Linked DNA regions of Xenopus laevis: region 2 is linked to region 1. A link is a contact called in public Hi-C data. All regions are on one chromosome and are shown on one strand. The core of a region is the stretch at or near the end of the contact, and the rest is flanking DNA. Distances in the headings are between cores, read along the strand shown.

The links. A called contact is a pair of places that touch in the nucleus more often than the background predicts.
Region 2: a Hi-C map of the XTC cell line shows a contact between it and region 1, with 4 times the contacts expected there. The contact joins the enhancer-like site here to the promoter of dmrta2.L in region 1. A contact is called at or near these places in 3 of 4 Hi-C or Micro-C datasets (the XL177 cell line, the XTC cell line and animal cap).

What each region holds. Positions count from the first base shown.
Region 1 is chr4L:91,059,119-91,065,224 of Xenopus_laevis_v10.1, reverse strand. It overlaps dmrta2.L (doublesex- and mab-3-related transcription factor A2), which reads left to right and starts at 3,109. Exons shown (of 2, transcript XM_018258408.2): 1 at 3,109-4,321; 2 at 5,469-6,106. The coding sequence starts at 3,886.
Region 2 is chr4L:91,191,419-91,197,524 of Xenopus_laevis_v10.1, reverse strand. It overlaps faf1.L (Fas (TNFRSF6) associated factor 1 L homeolog), which reads left to right. Exons shown (of 19, transcript NM_001091736.1): 6 at 578-669. Among protein-coding and RNA genes, the nearest start is that of faf1.L, 47 kb to the left of the region's middle. Within about 2 kb of position 3,199, at least 1 of the 7 cell types and tissues checked has an H3K27ac peak or open chromatin away from gene starts, as enhancers often do.

The DNA of each region.
Region 1 (6,106 bases), core at 1,860-4,359:
CCGCCTAAAATTATCATTTTCGTACTAAATCCAGCAGTCAAAAACATTCGCACCGCAAAATATTTAACCGACAATTATCAGTAAAAATAAATATTAGATCAATAATAATCCCGGAATTCATTCAGATAACAAAAGCATGAACTTTACATCAGCTCTTTCTCAACGAGACTGATGGAAAATGTGGATCATATCTGAGACATAAAGGTTTTTCGTTCGACCTTTTACTAATAACCAAAAAGGCGAATGTTTCTGTTTCGAAAAAGCTGATGTTTTTGTTTCTTAATTGAATCAATAAAAGACGCGGTGTATTGGATATAGTCCCGTTTATTTCGTTCTCTTCGACTCCTTAAAAAAGAAGAGACTGGGAAGCATAACCAATCTTATATTGAAATCTGCGCTAAATCGGAATTTTCTAACAGGAATCATGAGAGTCCATAAATTGCGTTATTTTCTGTCTCCTGTCTGCACACATACCATGCGAATAAATCATTTTTTTAAATTATTTTATGAATAGAGAGCTACATCAATAACATAAATGTAAAATAACAACAGAAAGTACATGCAGAAAAATGCAATAATTAATAAGGTAATTAATACAAGAATTCTAATATATTAATAAAAAAAACAAATAAATCAAATTTCTAGTACAACAAGTACTAACTATAGTGAAATTGGATATTATAGGACTATTGCGAACAAATAATTTTAAGGGACGATTAAAATAGAGATATCATTTAAAAAATATGTATATATATTTTAAACAAAAAAACATGACAGTGACCATTGTACAGCAATAGTCCAGTTCTGTAAAGGCAGAATTGTCGCAGACAAAATCGCACAGACGAGGCCAGTGAAACAAACAGGTGCATCGCACAGACTCATGTACTGGAAAGGCAGCTCAGCGGCAAATACAACTGATACAAATTAATATTTTTTTCAATGAGGTATACGTTGGCGCATTGTAAAAATGGGTCAAATTTCACATAGTTTTCGCCAATCTTTATAAAATAACTGCTGCAAATTTGCATGTAAGCAATGTACGTATCTAATACATAAAATATACGTCTCAGGCCATACAAGGCAAATGTATACACTTATAGATCTCGTTAGAGTCCGTGTCTCCAAAGCGACTTTGTGGCTGCGTCTTTGTGGCTGCGTCTAAAATGTTTTTTTTTCTATCTTATAGCAGCAGGCTGGAAATTACAAAGGAAGACTGGAGAAAATTGGCTAAATTGTATATTTGTGGGGGGTGTTGTAGGTCCTCATCAGACCTAGGAATGTTTGTCGTACATTAGTATATTCTTTTGTTAAATCCGTTTTACATCACCTAGAAAATAAGCATTTCGACCCATGTCTTGTCAAAATTGCAGTGTATTTAAAATAGATCTGGTGGGCTCCCTTTTGTATATTTGCTATGCTATCACTTTATATAATTAAATAACTTTTTTGCGACACATTGATTAAATCCCTGTGCGTGTATTTTTAATGTGAAAGAAAAGACTGTAGTCTGAGTAAAAAGCGAAGCAATTTCGTTTTTATTGCAAACATATTAAACAACGTTTTGCACACAGGGAGCAAATTTTAGCACTCCACATCCATAAAAGTCAAGTACTAGATTAAAGATAGATAGATAGATATAGAAAGAGGATAGATAGATAGATAGATAGATAGATAGATAGATAGATAGATAGATAGATAGATAGATAGATAGATAGATGATAGATAGATAGATAGATAGATAGATAGATAGATAGATAGATAGATAGATAGATAGATAGATAGATAGATAGATATAGATAATAAATCATAAGTTGATAACCGACAGATATAAATAGATGGATAGATATAGAGAGAGATATATAGAAAGATAATTATATGTTAGATAGATGATAAGTCAATAAGATATAAATACTATAGATGATATAGCGATATTTAGAGATATAGTTAGGTGGATATATGAATAGTTGATAACAGACAAATAGATATAGATAGATATATGATAGATGATAAGTCGATAACAGACATATATAAATAGATCTACAGAAAATCTTCATGAGTAACTTTTCTCAAACTGATAGATCTAAGCTGGACTCAATTCTATATTCACCATAGTTCCATAGAATCCTTATTATATGACACTGGCTTGTACTATCTATCTGTACTATCTGTACTATGAAAATAATAAAATCTAAAAATTTAAATCAGGACTATATTTTAGACAATAGTTCTATAATATTTAATCACACTATAGTATTGTACTAGAAATTTGATGTATTTGGTTTTTAAAATGTATATTTTATTAGAATGCATCTATCTATTACCTGATTAATTATTGGATTGATTTGCATGGACTTTCTGTTGTTATTGTAAATGTATGTTGTTGTAACTATCTATTCATAAAATAATAAAACATAGACAGATGATAGATAGATGATAGATGATAGATAGATAATAGATAGATAGATAGATAAGTAGATAATAGAGACAAGAAGCACAAGACACATACCATTCCCTTCCCTCTGATTCCATTCTGTAAAGTTCCAATCAAAGTCTTTGTGTACAATCAAATTTTCACATTTTCTGTACAATGATTTGCCCAAAGCTAGAGGATTGTGTGATTACAGCTCACACTTTCCATAGTGTGTGTGTGTGTGTGTGTATATATATATATATATATATATATATATATATATATATATATATATATATATATATATATATATATATTATATATATATATATATATGTGTTGCTATGTATGTAACAATATAATGCTAATATTAATAGGCAAAACCCGCCCAGGAATGTGTAAATGTTTAAATGCAAAGCAATGAGTAGCAACATCAATAAATGTATTTCTTCTAACAAACAGTTGTATGTTGTAGCTATGTGTATGTATGTATATATATGTAAGAGTATATAAGTACATGTATATATGTACAAAGTTGCTGTCCAGTCCATGGGATGAGCTGGATATAGGAATAAGTACTTGCCTGTTTAGCAGTGGGATCCGCCCCGGGCCCCTCCATACAATGTTATTTGAGAGAGGCAAGTGTTTGACACAGTACAGGAAGGGATTAGCCAATGGGAAGTGGGCAAAGCGCTGAGTAGCCAATAGCAAGATGTACATTGTTGTGCAAGTGTGTGTAATGAGTAGGCACAGAGCAGCGAGTGGAGACACAGGAGCTGCGCGGAGACTGAGTACAACTTGGTGCCGGACTGTCCTGTGTCACTGTCACTGCGGCCGGACCTGCTGTCTGGGGTCGGATCTCTCAGCTGTGCGGGGGAGTCAGTCAGAGGTGTGACAGCCAAGGTCACTCTCACGCCCGGGTGCAGTTGCACTTTATCTGGGAGACGGCGGGAGAGAGTGCGGGCAGTGCGGGAGAGCAGGCTGTTGGTAGGAGGGTGCGTGGCCTGAGAGCAATTGAGCTTAGAGAAGTCTGTTGTGGCCGAATCGCGGGCTAAAGGTTCGGAGGGCGTCTATTGCTGAGAGTTCTGGGCTAATCTAATGTGAGACTGGCATAAGGAAAACTGTTGGCTCTAATGGAATAATCCGCTGGTGCCGGACTGTAGGCGAGGGGTACAACAGGTTTAGTCTGGCACAAGGGCATAGAAAGTAACCCCAAACGGGTCACCCTAAATCTCCTCATTGGGCCTATAGGGCAGTGAGTGCAGTTATTGGCGCTTTACTGTAGCGCATAGAGTGTGTATAGAGTTGTACCAGTCAGGGGAGTTTGTGCCCTTTCCAGTCCCGTGTGACACAGGGCTCCCGGTTAAGTAAGGCTGGGATATATATATCTATATATATATATATAGATATATATATATAGGATATACACTGGGCCAGTCCATTTATTATAAGGAGTGTAGGGAATCGATTGTAGAATGGAGCTGAATGGTCCCACGAGTTCCCAGATTGCTCAGACCCCCACTTCTACCGCATCACTTCCAGTCACCATGGCAGGTACTCTCCTGCGGGGCCCCCAGTTGTTGCTCCGCGCCGCAGAGAAGTATCCCCGCACCCCCAAGTGCGCCCGATGCAGAAATCACGGGGTCGTGTCCGCGCTCAAGGGCCACAAGCGCTACTGTCGCTGGAAAGACTGTATGTGCGCAAAGTGCACCCTGATTGCGGAGCGCCAGAGGGTGATGGCCGCGCAAGTTGCGCTCCGCAGGCAGCAAGCCCAGGAGGAAAATGAGGCCCGGGAGCTGCAGCTGCTCTATGGAACTGCCGAGGGACTGGCACTGGCGGCGGCCAATGGCATCATCCCACCCCGGCCAGCCTACGAGGTCTTCGGAACGGTGTGTGGTGAAGGAGGGACAGGTAAGGAGTATTGTTATTTCTCTGATCCCTACAAATACTCCAGCAGCATCCATAGTTATGGCTCAACTAGTATCTAAGCCCACATACATATCTGTCTTGTGACCAGCCATGTGTCTGTCTCTGCCTATGAACACTCTGTACTTTATAGAGTTGCACATGGGGGTTTGAGTGAGGAACCCGGGCCCTGACATTGAAGGGACTTAAAGTAACTGCTGCCCTCTGTGTATTGGGACTGGTATAAGGCAGTTCTGCCTTAACTACATATTCTTTATTATTATTTTTATAAAAATCTTCTGAAGCGCTAATATTGATAAAAGACCCCTGCTCACCAAAGCTTATAATCTTTGATTTAAAAAAAAAAAAGATCTCGATAGATAAATAAATAAATACTAAAAGTGAATACACTCAATTTAGTTTTCAATATTTTTCTTTATCCCCGCTCATCTAAGCCATATCCTCAAGGCGGTGTTTGTTTTGTTAAATTCACGATTATTATTAACTTATTCATTATTACTATTATACGGAATCATTGTTAGGAATACTTGATCTCGACCTGAGTATCAGCATCGCAAGCGATTACACTGCAATGTGAGATCGTTTTATTTCAGCAGCAACTCGATCGCTTGTAATATTTTAGCGCTTCTTTGGCCACTGCGAGTCTTTATTTCGTTTCCCCTTCTTACATTTCCAGTTAATAAATCCGTTGCCACACTGTAAACAGAGCCCCCGACTGTATCGCACAAACAATGAAATAGATATGGCGCAGAATGAATATTAAATCCAACACAACGAACTAATACATATTATATTATTTATATACATGTATCCCCTATACAGATAAATCGAAATTAATTGTTATTGACGTTGAGACGCGTCTGATGGTGAAAATATTAGTACTTACTTTTATTCCTCGGGTCCTGCCTGATGCTGAGCGATTCTGTCCATCCCCTTTATTACCTAAATTATTCCAACTGCCAGAAATGTGTGTAGAAATAGGTTTCCTATGTCTAGTGCAGTGAAGGATCAGTAAAGCAGTTGTTGCAAAATGTTACCAAATGTGGGAATGAAAGAGGATCCCCACTATGATCCATATCCTATCAGACATTATATTTTCTTTTACTCATCTCTCCTTATCATTCTCTTGCAGATTCAAAGATTCAAAAGTTTGAGCTATTCCCGAAGAGCCTCATCCCCAGATCTATGACCCCTCAGCTGTCTTCTGGGGGAAAGCCTGTATCCCCAGACAGTGAATCGGTGTCAGGCAGTGCACCAGGTGCCTCATCCCCTGAGGCACGACCTGGTTCTGGTTCAGAAAATGGAGATGGGGAGTCCTTGCTCAGTTCCCCCATCTCTAAGGTGCTCAAGGAAGGAGAGGAAAGCCCAAGCTCAATCAGCCCCCTGGGCTCAGAATCTGGATCAGATGCTGAAAAAGATGAGCAGGATCCCAGTTCTTCCTCCTCAGCCAAGCAAAGGACCCCCATAGATATCCTGACCCGGGTCTTCCCTGCTCAGAAGAGGAGCGTTTTGGAACTGGTGCTGCAAGGCTGTGGGGGAGATGTGGTTCAAGCAATTGAACAGATACTGAACAACAGGGGTCAAGATAAGGGTGAAGAGACCTGGTCAAGAGATGGAGCCCTCCAGAGTATTCAGCCATCTGTGTCCTCCACACACAGACCCCTTATTGCTGGGGCCCTTACTCCTGCTATTGGCACATTAGGGAGCAGGTCTGCATTCTCCCCTTTACAACCCAATGCCACACACTTTGGCACTGAGGCTAACGCATAC
Region 2 (6,106 bases), core at 1,950-4,449, 130 kb before region 1:
GCAATACGTTAAAGTAAAATTATTTATTATGTCACATATATAGCCTTATGCTTTTCGTGTTACCAACACTTATGGCCTATGACTAAGCGTTGGTAAAACAAAACGCGTATGGCTATAAATGTGACATAATAAATAATTTTACTTAAAGTATTTCCTAGTGGAAGAGTGCCTTCATTTGAGTGCCTGCTCTACAATTTTATACTTTGTAAAATGCTTATCTAAATCAAGGAAAGCATTTTATTGTTACGTAGTACACCTCCACCTCTGATCAATTGCTTGCCTAGAAAATCAAACAGCCACTTTCTTCAAAAGTAACATGGCGGCCTCCTAGAACAGAAACATCCACCACCACCGGGTTAGCTCTGTAATAGGATATGATTATTCAGTGAAGGGATGCACAACTAGCAGAGTAAACATACTGTGAGCTATGTAATAATCTTTCATTGCTCTTCGTTGCGCTGGTCCTGTGCCCCAGCAATTCATTTTGTTATTGGGCAGGATATTATCATGTTGCTTGCCAGATTGCCGAGACTAGAATGCTTTTATCTAACTGATGATGTTTTTATTTTTTCCCCAGACTGTTTTGAGAAATCTTCACTTGCCAAAAAATAATAACCTTTATGTCCTCACCCCCGAGTTACAACCTCCTTCTCTTTCAAGCCAGTCTAGGTAAAGTATGACGCTGAAGAATTGTTTCTGCCTATGTTTATATGATTATATTAGCCTTTATGTGTATAATATATTTTTTTGTGCGTATTATATATTGCCTAAAGGTTGTTAAAATATCCATGGCTGAACCCAGGTTATTGCCGCCTCCTCCTTAAAGGGGTTGTTGACACATTTTCAGTTCAGTTGGTTTCAGATAGTTCACCAGAAATAAAGAAATTTTCCAGTTACTTTCTATTTCCGTTTTTATACTATAGTGTAAAGTTTCATTTTTCACCTTCTAAATCAGCTGTGGGGGGGGGGTCGGTGACAAACTTTTCTAAATTGATACATTTATTTGATACATTTTTTATCTTTGTCCCTGCTGAGCAGAATGCCTGAGTTACTTTAAATGCTTTATTGATACAATAATTGCTAATATTCCAAAGATACTGGTGAGAAATGTATTAATTAATTGTATCAACCAAATGTAGCAATAGGGAAACAGTTCAGAATGATGGATCACTGAGCTACCAGAATGAAAGCCCAGAGACAGGAACTTTAAACTTCAATTTTGAGAGAATGGTAAAATGGAAAGCATTTGTAGAAAAAGTCTTTGTTTAAGGTGAACAATCTGAAAACACCTCAAGTGAAAAAATGGTTTGGAAGGTGAACAACCCCTGTAATTCTGGCAGCAGAGAAGCACCTAGAACTGCCTCTGCCTCCACCCAATGACTGTATTGTGAAGCAACTCCAAATACCAGCACTGGCCTGACTTTTGACTTGAGACAGTAAACTTCAGTGTTTTCATGTCAAGAATGGTGAGTGGCCAGTACTGGTGCTTTCAGGCAGTTTCCCTTATAATCACGGAGACAAAAGCTTTGTGTGCTGTGACCTTTAGACTCATGGTACACTGGGAGCAGATTTATGAAAATGAGAGTTTAGAGCTTAAAGGACATGTGAAGCCTACATTTTCCTATTATGTAGATAAGTTTGGCATATCTTCCCCACCTCACGCCACATCATTGGCACTGCATATACCCCCTCTATTTGTCCGCACCATCACATTTTCCTAAAACAAATAACAGCTTTCACCCGGCAGCCATTTTCCCTCTGACACATCATAGCATTGAGACAAATATGCTGCAAAGTTCATGCAATGCAGGATTACACAGGCACAACGCACTTTAATAAAAAGTTCTGCTGGGTTTGAGCACTGTAATTAAGCTGAGCTCAGAAAAGGTGCTTAGAATAAAAAAATAGGATCAGACAGCTAGAGCAGAGTTTTTATGGGATCCAGTTATGCTATCTCTTCATTGGCTGTTGGACTGGCGGGTGTGTTTAGTAAACTCATCCACATTCTATTAATTCTAATTTTCCTAAAACAAATAACAGCTTTCACCCGGCAGCCATTTTCCCTCTGACACATCATAGCATTGAGACAAATATGCTGCAAAGTTCATGCAATGCAGGATTACACAGGCACAACGCATTTTAATAAAAAGTTCTGCTGGGTTTGAGCACTGTAATTAAGCTGAGCTCAGAAAAGGTGCTTAGAATAAAAAACTAGGATCAGACAGCTAGAGCAGAGTTTCTATGGGATCCAGTTATGCTATCTCTTCATTGGCTGTTAGACTGGAGGGTGTGTTTAGTAAACTCATCCACATTCTATTAATTCCCATGGGATTTTTATAATCGCATTCATCAAATGGTGAGTTCTCTCTTTCACCCATTGATAAGTACACTTCTAAAAATCCTATAGGAATGAATAGCACTGTTTGTCAGTCAGATGACGGCTTGATGAACTGCAAGGAGTGGTCAGAAACCATTCAAGAGGTTACAGTTGTGAGTTAACTGGTGGGCATCAGCTGACATTATTTTGACGCATGGTGCTGTGGTCACATTAATTTTTATCCCACCCTGTCTGGTTATTGGGAATCTGAGGAAAGTTTTTTTTTTTTTTTTTTTTGCTCATAAATTCTTTTATTTTAGGCCCATAAAATCAGTCCAGTAATTACATTACTTTCAATGTGGAGATAAAGGCCAACTAGTGGACTGGGCATGCAGTGTTGGACTGGAACACCAGGGGCCCACCCAAAATCTTTAGACCAGGGGCCAACTCTCTTACTATTATTCTTCCTTTCCTCACTCAACCTCTATTCTCCTAGTCTTTTTTCTTTATATACTATAATCCATTATTCCATCTATTTAGCCTCTTTTTCTCATAGAAATAGGGAATGACCATGAAATATGCCAAATGTTTAGCAGCATGAGGGCCTACAGACACCTGGGCCCACCGGGATTTTCCTGGTATCCCGGTGGGCCAGTCCGACACTGTGGGCATGCAGGACACTGGGAAAAAACCCAGTGGGCCCCAGGCGTTCATGTGCCCTGCTGACTCAGGCCCATTCCACCCCTGGATTCAGGCCTGTTCCTTCACCGACAGAGTCCCCTCTCCCCACCTTGACCCAAGCTTGGTCCTGCTCCCCTCCGTCCCCCACTTCCCCCCTGGACCTTTTCCAACCAGGGATGTGCGTGTTGGGGGGGTTGGGTGGTAGCCAGGTCCTTGGATTCAGCCCTGGTGGACCCAGGCATCCCAGTCCGACTTTGCAGGAGAAGTACTGCTGGAATTCAGCATAGATACAAATTGAGGACAAGAGCTGTAATTTTTTACAAATGAACAGTGCTGGCCAAGTAGAAGGAAGCTACCAAAGCAGTTTATTGCCAATAGATTATCCACAGTAGTGCAAGCTAGAACACTATATTTATTCTGCAGAAAGCTTTACCAGAAGCTTTACCAGAATAGCTCTAGAAGCTCTCTCTGTTTGTTTAGAATAGCATCTGCCATATTCGCTTGGTGTGACATCACTTCCTGCCTGAGTCTTTCCCTGCTCATAGCTCTGGGTTCAGATTACAGTGGGGAGGGGAGAGGGAGAGAGGAGCAAACTGAGCATGCTCAAGCCCTAGCCCTGGAGGTTTATACTGAAAACAGGAAGTCTGATACAGAAGCCCATGTGTACACAATAGAAGGAAAGAAATTGTGTGGTTTTGTTTGTTTTTTGACAGAGGACTCAGAGCAGCATTACTTTGAGGGTTTACCGGTGTATTTATATAGACCTTTTTGAAAAAGCTTAATTAATTTTAGCATTTCCTTCTCCTTTAAAAGCCGCATGGATGCATAGTCATTAAAAAATAATGCATCTGCAATTATGGCAAAAGTTGTTTAGGCTGCAATTATCTGCAGATGTCTTGTTCAGCCGTAAATAGTAAATGACTGTGTAAACCTCACTTACCTACAGCTGAGAGTGGTGTTGCTACAGAATGTGCTCTGTAGATGGTCTCAGTAGATCTGGATACTATGCAAATACAAGACTCCGGATTTAACTACAAGTTGTAGGGAGTTAATCTGGGAAAATTTTGGTTCATGTTTTGGAGACAGGAATTATTTTGTTTTTACACCCCAAATTGGAGATAGATTCTGCAGGGCCATTCCTCTGCGGCCTTGATCACTAGATAAAAAATATGTCATTAGTTGCATAGTTGTGGGTACATTCTATTCTGTGCCACAGGTTAGGATGAAATGATAGCAAAACTCCTAGTGTGTAAAACAGGCTTTCCTTTGAATTTACTGCACGCTAAATAAAAATGTTAAAAGTAACAAATTACTCTTTATAGAAATGTTCCTTTTCAACTTTATTTACCTAATAATTTTATCCAGTATGTATCTTGTATATTTGTATAATGCTTTACAGGGTGAAAGAACACTTGACAAAAACATTTTCAGTTCTTTAAAACCTTTATTTAGGAGCCACTTCTTACATAAATTTGGGGTGAAAGTATGCCTCTGACCCAAAGACCTTTAAATATGCCCTTGTTTCATTTCTCTTCTCAACACGTTTGGGCACCATTTTATATCATCCCAAAATGTAGTGTCTATGGGTGGCATGAAACTACTGTATATGGTTCGGAGTGAATAAAAAGATATGTTTTTATTTACTTATTTTTTGTTTGTACTGCAAAAATCTAGTTTCTTAGTGCATTATTGCATTAAGTCTAGCGTGTTTTACATAATTTAGGAATGATTAATTTTAAAAATATATGCTGTTTAGTAACCAGCAGGTGGCGCACCTCCATTACTTTACAATCCTGCCTAGCATACTTGTTCATTGGATGTACCTGCCTAGTTGACAGCTATATGATTGAATTGGATGTTTGTAATGTTATAGAATGGCCAATTCTAAGCAACCTTTCAATTGGTCTTCATTGTTTATTTTCTATAGTTTTTTTTTTAATTATTTGTCTTCTTCTTCTGATTTTTTTTACAGCTTTCAAATGGGGGTCACTGATCCCATCTAAAAACAAATCCTGTGTAAGGCTACACATGTATTGTTATTGCTACTTTTTATATTTCTATTTAGGCCTCTCCTATTCATATTCCAGTCTCTCGTTTAAACCATTGCATGGTTGCTAGGGTAATTGGGATCCTAGCAACCAGATGGCTGAAGGGAGAGGTTCTGAATAACTCGAAAACACAAATAATAAAAAATGAAAACCAGTTGCAAATTGTCTCAGAATATCTCTCTCTACATCATACGAAATGTTGATTTAATGATGAACAACCCCTTTAAAGGGGCTTTTCACCTTTGAGTAAACTTTTAGTATGATATAGAGAGTGACAATTGGTTTTCATTTTCTGGTATTTGTGTTTTTTTAGTTAGTTTGCTTTTTATTCAGCAGCTCTCCAGTTTGCATTTTAGCAATCTGGTTGCTAGGGTCCAAAATATCCTAGCATTGATTTGAATAAGAGACTTGAATATGAATAGGAGAGGGTCTGACGAGTAATAAAAAGTAGCAATAACGATAAATGTGTAGCCTTACAGAGCATTTGTTTTAAGATTGGATCAGTGACCCCCCAAATAATTTAAAACTATACAAAATAAATAATGACAACCAATTAATTTTTTTGCAATCCACATCGATTTATACAGGTATAGGAACTTTTACCCATAATGCTTGAGACCTAAGGTTTTCTGGATACATGATCTTTGGATCACCACACCTTAAGTCTACAAAATATCATTTCAATATTAAATTAACCCTATAGAAATGTTTTGCCACCCATATGGATTTATGCAGCTTAATTAGGATCAAGAACAACATACTGTTTTATTATTAATAAGGCAAATTCTCTTTTGAAAAGCTTGATTTTTTTTGCTTAAAATATTCTCTTTGTAATGTCATTCTTCAGAGCTTTTTGAATAATGGGTTTTCAGAAAAGGAATACCATACCCTGAGGTACTGTTTAATTGCTACAAAGAAGAAGGAGTAGTGTGCTTAAATAGGACTTAATTAGCATTGTTATATTTCAGAGCTTTTGGGATAATGCTTTACTGTAAATTGAGATTGCATACCAGCATTACATTATATGTTATCTTACTGAACAAGGATAAAGGAGTCACCT